2 separate regions of the Sus scrofa genome follow, and region 2 is linked to region 1. The links are chromatin contacts, called in public Hi-C maps. All regions are on one chromosome and are shown on one strand. Each heading gives the region's core, a stretch centred on a gene start, on an enhancer-like site or on the middle of the called end of the contact. The rest is flanking DNA. Distances are from core to core; before and after follow the strand shown. Region 1 has its middle 69 kb from the start of SYK. Region 2 has its middle 150 kb from the start of AUH.

Region 1 (3,048 bases), core at 189-2,688:
TGCATAACTGTGCTGCAGGGAGTGTGGACTGGTATGGGGTCAGAGGGCACATGCAGCTTAGATACTGGTAGCTGATGTCCGATTGTCCCCAGGACTCCACTGCATGTCGCCTTGCCTGTCCACTTCTGCTCACTCTGGCACTATGCCACTTCCCGAGGCCTGAGCCAGGAGAAGAGCCTGGGTTCCTGCTGCGCAGAGCCCCCATCCTTTGGGCCTACAAGGTTGTCAGCCTGTATCTCAAGCTGTGTGACAAGGCTCACGGGCACCAACGGCTGTCCTGGTTGAGGACCATGTCCACAAGGCCCATGGGCACCAGCTCTAGGTCCACCTGGGTGTGTGGGATGGCAGCTCTGTGCAGTGTCATGTTCGGGAGGGTACCCCCTCCCCTGGCAGATGGGTGATTCCTTCTGAAGCCAGCAAGTGACAACTCGGTCAGGTTGTGCTGGGCCCTGGGCACACTGTTATAATGACCTAATGAACTGGGGACAGGGTGGGGTGGGTGAAGGGCAGAATCACAGTCCCCAGGTGAGTGTTATTGCTGAAACCCTCAGGCGGAGGGGCCTGCTCTCAGGAATCTAACGGTGTAAACCTGACCCGCTGGATTGAGGCTACCCGTGCCAGGTCCATGCCCAGGGTAATTTTTTAGAGTTCTTTCCAAGTAAAAACCTTGCCACCTGACTCAGAGGGGGTTTATTTTATTGGGTTAAACCTCTTTTTTTAAAAAATTAAAATATAGTTGATTTCCAATGTTGTGCCAATTTCTGCTGTACAGCAAAGTCACCCAGTCATATATATATGTGTGTGATGAGAAAAAAAGTACATATATATACACATGTACATATATGCATATATACATCTTATCTTCTATCATGCCTCTCTTAAGAGGTAAGAGGGAAGAAAAAGACGGGAGAGACAAGAGGGATGACCATTGTGTCAAGTCTCTAGTTTAGGTGGCCTGACCCTGACTGTGGCAGGAAGGCAGCGGGTCCCCGGGGCCCCTCCCACGGACAAGGCTGATGCTTAGGGTGCCCTTTGCCTCTGGACAGGCGCTGTGTGCGGCCATTTCCCAAGTGTCCACTAGGTGGCAGCCTAACACCTGGGCATGAGCTCACCAGTCCTGCTGACAGTGACTGAGGTTCTGCTTATTTTCACAAAAGCCTGAAAGTCGCCAACTGGATGCAGTATTGGAAATCACATTTCGGCGTGTGTAAAAAGATGTAGCAAGTGATTTATTTTCGAAGTAAGTAGTTGGCAGCTGGCTACTCGATTCAGGGAAGCAATTTCTGATCTTTGCCATTAGGTATTGGCCAGCTGAGAGGAATTTAAATGTTTCTCTCTGTCCTCCTGTTAAAAGATCTGCCTGCCGTGGGCTCGTGCCCACTGGCTTGACCTTGAGGTGGGCTCATTGATCTGGATGCTGCATGTTTGAGCTGGAAGTGCCCCTCATCCAGGCTTGTTCATTTCCAGCCAACAGTCCTTGGGAAATGAAAGGCACATCACATATTCCTGGAGAAGGCCACCCAGACAACAAAAATACTCAAGCTGCTTAATTTGGGCTCAAATAGTCCAGGCTTTTCTTTCTTTCTTTCTTTCTTTTTTTGGCCGTGCCTGCGTCATGCGGGATTTCCAGATCCAGGGATAGAACCGGAGCCACAGCCGTGACAATGCTGGATCCTTAACCCTCTGAGCCACACAGGAACTCCGAGGTCCAGGCTTTTGATTAAGAGAACGACTGGAATCTATGAATTTACTACAGAGTCAACATGGTTTGGTTCTAAGGAGGTAGCACAGAGTATCTCTGATTTAATCCACCCTGTTTTACAGGGGAAGCAACTAGGTCCTCAAAATAGGTGTGGACTGAGCCATGGATCTCATAACCACTTGCTCGGAGCCCTCTCTGCTCCATTCCTCCTGGGTCATCGAGCCTCAGGAAGCAGAGGAAATTCCACTGCAGGGCTGAGCTGTCATGTCTGGATTCCCGGACACAGAGCAAAGCCAAAGAAGAGCCACCTCATCAACATGCCCCCAGATACTGGAAAAATGTCAAGTGACCGGTGACACTTCTAGGCTGGGAAAAAGAGATGCATTTCTGCATCTTTTCTCACCTCCTTCTAGTTAAGTGACAACTGACCCACAGGTAACACTACACAGAGGGTGTGGATTTTGACCCCGAATGAATGTGCTTTGTCCACCAGTTCCCCCTGCACTAGGGCTGACTGCTACAAAGTGTTTCCAGCGACTATGCTCAGGAGTTGAGTCCTAACCCTCTCACCACAGCGCCTCCAGGAAAGTTCCAGTCCACACCTGGGGAGATTTGGCTCGGGAAGTAAGCTTTTATATTCTGACCAGGGCATCACATTTTATCCCGTGTTTCTGCAGCATGAGAGGGTGAGGTTAGACTTGGAACTTAGGCACAGGCTGTGGAAGGGCTTGGAGAAGGAGAGGCAAGCTTTTACCACAGAGGGTGGAGGCTCCTCACACTTTACTTCCCAGGCATCTAAGGAGCCTAGCCCTGCGTGATGAGTCCAGCACCTGGGGGACAACTCCAGGACTGGGTTCCAAAGCGTAAGGGCAACTGCCACTGTGCTTTTGCCCGGGATTCCCAGGTTGGAGGGCCGAAGGGCTGTCAATCCACGTGGACCCTAATGGGGGTGCCCTGTGCCAGGGTCGGGGGCATGGCTATAACACAGGGCCAAGCATGGGCCTGGCCTCTTTGGATGGTCCAGGGGGAGTCACCAGACCACAGGCCCAGCACAGAGCCTGCTGCTGCCACACAAATACAGCCTGACCTGCTCCCACATGAGCAGAGCTGCCATTCACAGAGCAGGTGGTCAATATGCACTTGTTCCTATTTTGTCGTCTTTTGGTTTTGTTTTTAGGGCTGCACCCAAGGCATATGGAAGTTCCCTGGCTAGGGTTCGAATCAGAGCTACAGCTGCCAGCGTATGCCACAGCCACAGCCATGCCAGATCTGAGCTGCATCTGCAACCTACACCATAACTCACAGCAATGCAGGATTTTAACCCACTGAGCGAGGCCAGGGATCGA
Region 2 (3,048 bases), core at 182-2,681, 220 kb after region 1:
TTTTTTCACGAAGTGGCTTTTATCTCAATATCGATTTTAGGACTCCAAACGCAGAATCCATTCAGAAGTTACGGAACAGAGCCCAAATACGCATCCTGAAGATATTTTCCAGGTGCCAGTGGCTTTGGGGATCCCTGTCCTCAGGTTTAATGAATGGACAAGACGAGATCTTTTTTTTTTTTCTTTTTTAACTTAGAAATGTGGCCTCCATTCTGCATCTGCTAAAGGTCATGGAGCAGGAGAGGCAGGCCTGGCCCAGGCCAGCACTGGGCTGGCTCCTTTTCCTGGTTCTCTTACAGCACTCCTCCTCGTGTTCACTTTCTAAGACTAGTTTATCCCCAGGGGAAATTTAAAATGTCAGGTCTGTCTGTTTTTTTAGGAAATTCAACATACATTTTCAGATCTGTACATGCAAATATTCTTTAATTCGCACATACAGCAAATGAGATATCACACATGCTACCTGAATTCAGGAGCACTGGCGCCGTGGATAGGCCCAGAGATACACCTTGTTAGTCTTTTTAGAAGAGTGGTTTGCCAATCACAGGTCACATAGAAATTCCCACAAAGACCAGAGCAAGAGAAAGTACCTTTAGGGAGTTCCCGTTGTGGCTCAGCAGTGACAAACCCCACCAGGATCCATGAGGTTGCGGGTTTGATCCCTGAATTAAGGATCCAGGTTTGCTGTGAGCTGTGGTGTAGACCACAGACACAGCTCAGATCCCATTTGCTGTGGCTGTGGTGTAGGCCGGCAGCTACAGCTCCAATTCTACCCCTAGCCTGGAAACTTCCATGTGCCACCGGTGTGGCCATAAAAAGACAAAAAAAAAAAAAAGAAAGTACCTTTAAGGTTATGTGGAGACCATCTAAGAGAATTTAATCGATAGGTAATAAGAATAAATAAATCAATAAATCACACCACTCCTATAATTAGAATTTCTTTCCATGAAGTTAGGCATGGGCTGTCATTTCCTGTCTTTTATGGCATGTCACATATTTCTTGTACTTTTTTCTTTTTTTTTGGCCACACCTGCCACTTGTGAAAATTGTGGGGCCAGGGATCAAACCTACATTACAGCAGCAACATAAGCCACAACAGTGACAACACTGGATCCTCAACCCACTTCATCACCAGGAAACGCCTTTTCATTTTTTTTTTTTTTTTTTTCACTTCTTGTATTTTTAAAGCACTCAAACTACGGCCACTCATGAACAAGTTCTAGGCTTCATGAAACGTACGTTTCAGAACCGTGTTAACAGACAATGCGAAAGAAGTGTTACTCAATGTAGGAGAGGCTATGAGGTGTTTGAACTTTTCTCGGCTGCCAAACCACTTTTCACTTTCTGTAAACTGCACAAAGGATTCATTCAGCACAGTCCCGAGGCTGAAAGTGAAAGTGACTCAGACTATTTTCGAAAAGGTCAGGAAGTGCCTTTGCCCATCTTCGAATTCCTCTGAAACCTTTGCCTGTGACTAAAGACGTCACAGCTAAAGGAATACAGCTCCAGAGCTGTTGCTCGGTGCCACAGTGGTCTATTTTACCGTGGTGAATTCAGGTCTTGCTCTGTGAAATGGATTCATAAGAGGTTGCGTCTGGAGAACATTTGGGTGGGCAGTTTTTGGAAAAGGGATAGGAGGTGAGATGTGTGGAACGGCTGATCCAGGCAGTCCGCCTTGCTCCCAGCCTAGTCCCAGCCTGCCCCACTGCAGGGGCTACGTCCTCCAGCATCTCTTCTGTACCACGGAGGCCACCAGGCAGCCACGTGAGAACCAACAGGCTTAGGAGAAAATGGGCAATTCTCCCTCCCCAGCCCTAGCACTTAGGCCTCCAGATAATTTTTTTTCTTTTCTCTTTTCAAATTTTTCAAATTTATTTATTTATTTGGCTCAGTACGCAGCAGGTAGAAGTTCCCAGGCCAGGGACTGAACTCTTTGCACCACAGCAGCAACCAGAGCCACAGCAGCGACAACGCCAGCTCCTTAACCCACTGAGCCACCAGGGAACTCTGGATAATTTTTCTTCAAGTTTTAAAAAAAGCTACTGCTTAAACACATGGATTATCCCAAGAAACAGAGTAGTGATGAAGTCCCGGCCCAGGTTAGACTGATTTCTGCTTTCTGTGCCTCTTTAGGACCTGACCAGTGAGCTGCCTTTGCATCCACGCACTTCCCAGCTATTCAGCCTGTGCTGGAGCTGCAGGGGTGCCATCTGGATGACCTCAAGGACAGAGCTGAGTCAGAGGAACTGTCCTCTGCCTGCACCCCACTCCCACCCCCACCCCCGAGCTTGCCCACACTCTGCTTCAACCTCGGCAGCAGGGAGCAGCTTATGGGCCTGGGAGAGTGGACGCAGCTTCCCCTAGGGACCCGGTCCTTGCCTCTGTGTGGACAAATGCAGAGTGGAACAGAAGAGTGTTGTGGGGGTGGGGGCCTGTGTGGCTTCCTCCAGCCCCTGGCAGCCATGAGGGTTCCAGTTTGGCACCATGGTTCTAAAAGACAGCCACCTGTCCCCCCTGAGCCCTCTTTCCCCAGGTGAACCCCCAGGTTCCTGAACGTGCCCTGAACTGGACCAGTTGTGAGCCCCACCTTCCTGATACAACAGGTCTCTTCTAAAACATGAAGCAAATAAAGCATCGCCTGTCATCTGGAGGAGGCGACTTTACTGATCCCCAAGCCCCTTTGCACAGACACATTCATTCCCTCTGCAGTGATCACAGAAAAACGACTGGATTCTTTTATGGATAAAGAAACAGGTTCAATGGTTCAGGCTTTACCCGCCCTCATCATTGATTTCAGGAGTTGAAACTTAGCCAACAGACTCCTGTGTGCTTTCCAGAAAAGCACAGAGTGAATCTCTAACCACCTGAAACTGTGATGTTGAGAAGTGAATACAAGACTCTAGGTGAACCTGAGCCGTGCAGAACAGAGTGAGACGCCCAGTACACTTCCGCTGAAGCAGCACGGGGTGCCCTTGACCCACACGCACTGCCTTTTTGACCCTACCATGCAGGAGTCCTCAGACTCACTGCTCACAGCTGCCCAGATTG

What was found. Hi-C and Micro-C count contacts between places; a contact is called where the count stands out from the background.
Region 2: a Hi-C map of embryonic fibroblasts shows a contact between it and region 1, with 3 times the contacts expected there. The contact joins two enhancer-like sites. A contact is called at or near these places in 3 of 47 Hi-C or Micro-C datasets (adipocytes, embryonic fibroblasts and mesenteric adipose tissue).

The regions. Positions count from the first base shown.
Region 1 is chr14:2,171,488-2,174,535 of Sscrofa11.1, forward strand. No RefSeq gene overlaps it. Among named protein-coding and RNA genes, the nearest start is that of SYK, 69 kb to the left of the region's middle. Within about 2 kb of position 1,439, at least 7 of the 83 cell types and tissues checked have an H3K27ac peak or open chromatin away from gene starts, as enhancers often do. A contact at or near this core is called in embryonic fibroblasts, where this site is marked.
Region 2 is chr14:2,391,225-2,394,272 of Sscrofa11.1, forward strand. No RefSeq gene overlaps it. Among named protein-coding and RNA genes, the nearest start is that of AUH, 150 kb to the right of the region's middle. Within about 2 kb of position 1,432, at least 43 of the 83 cell types and tissues checked have an H3K27ac peak or open chromatin away from gene starts, as enhancers often do. A contact at or near this core is called in embryonic fibroblasts, where this site is marked.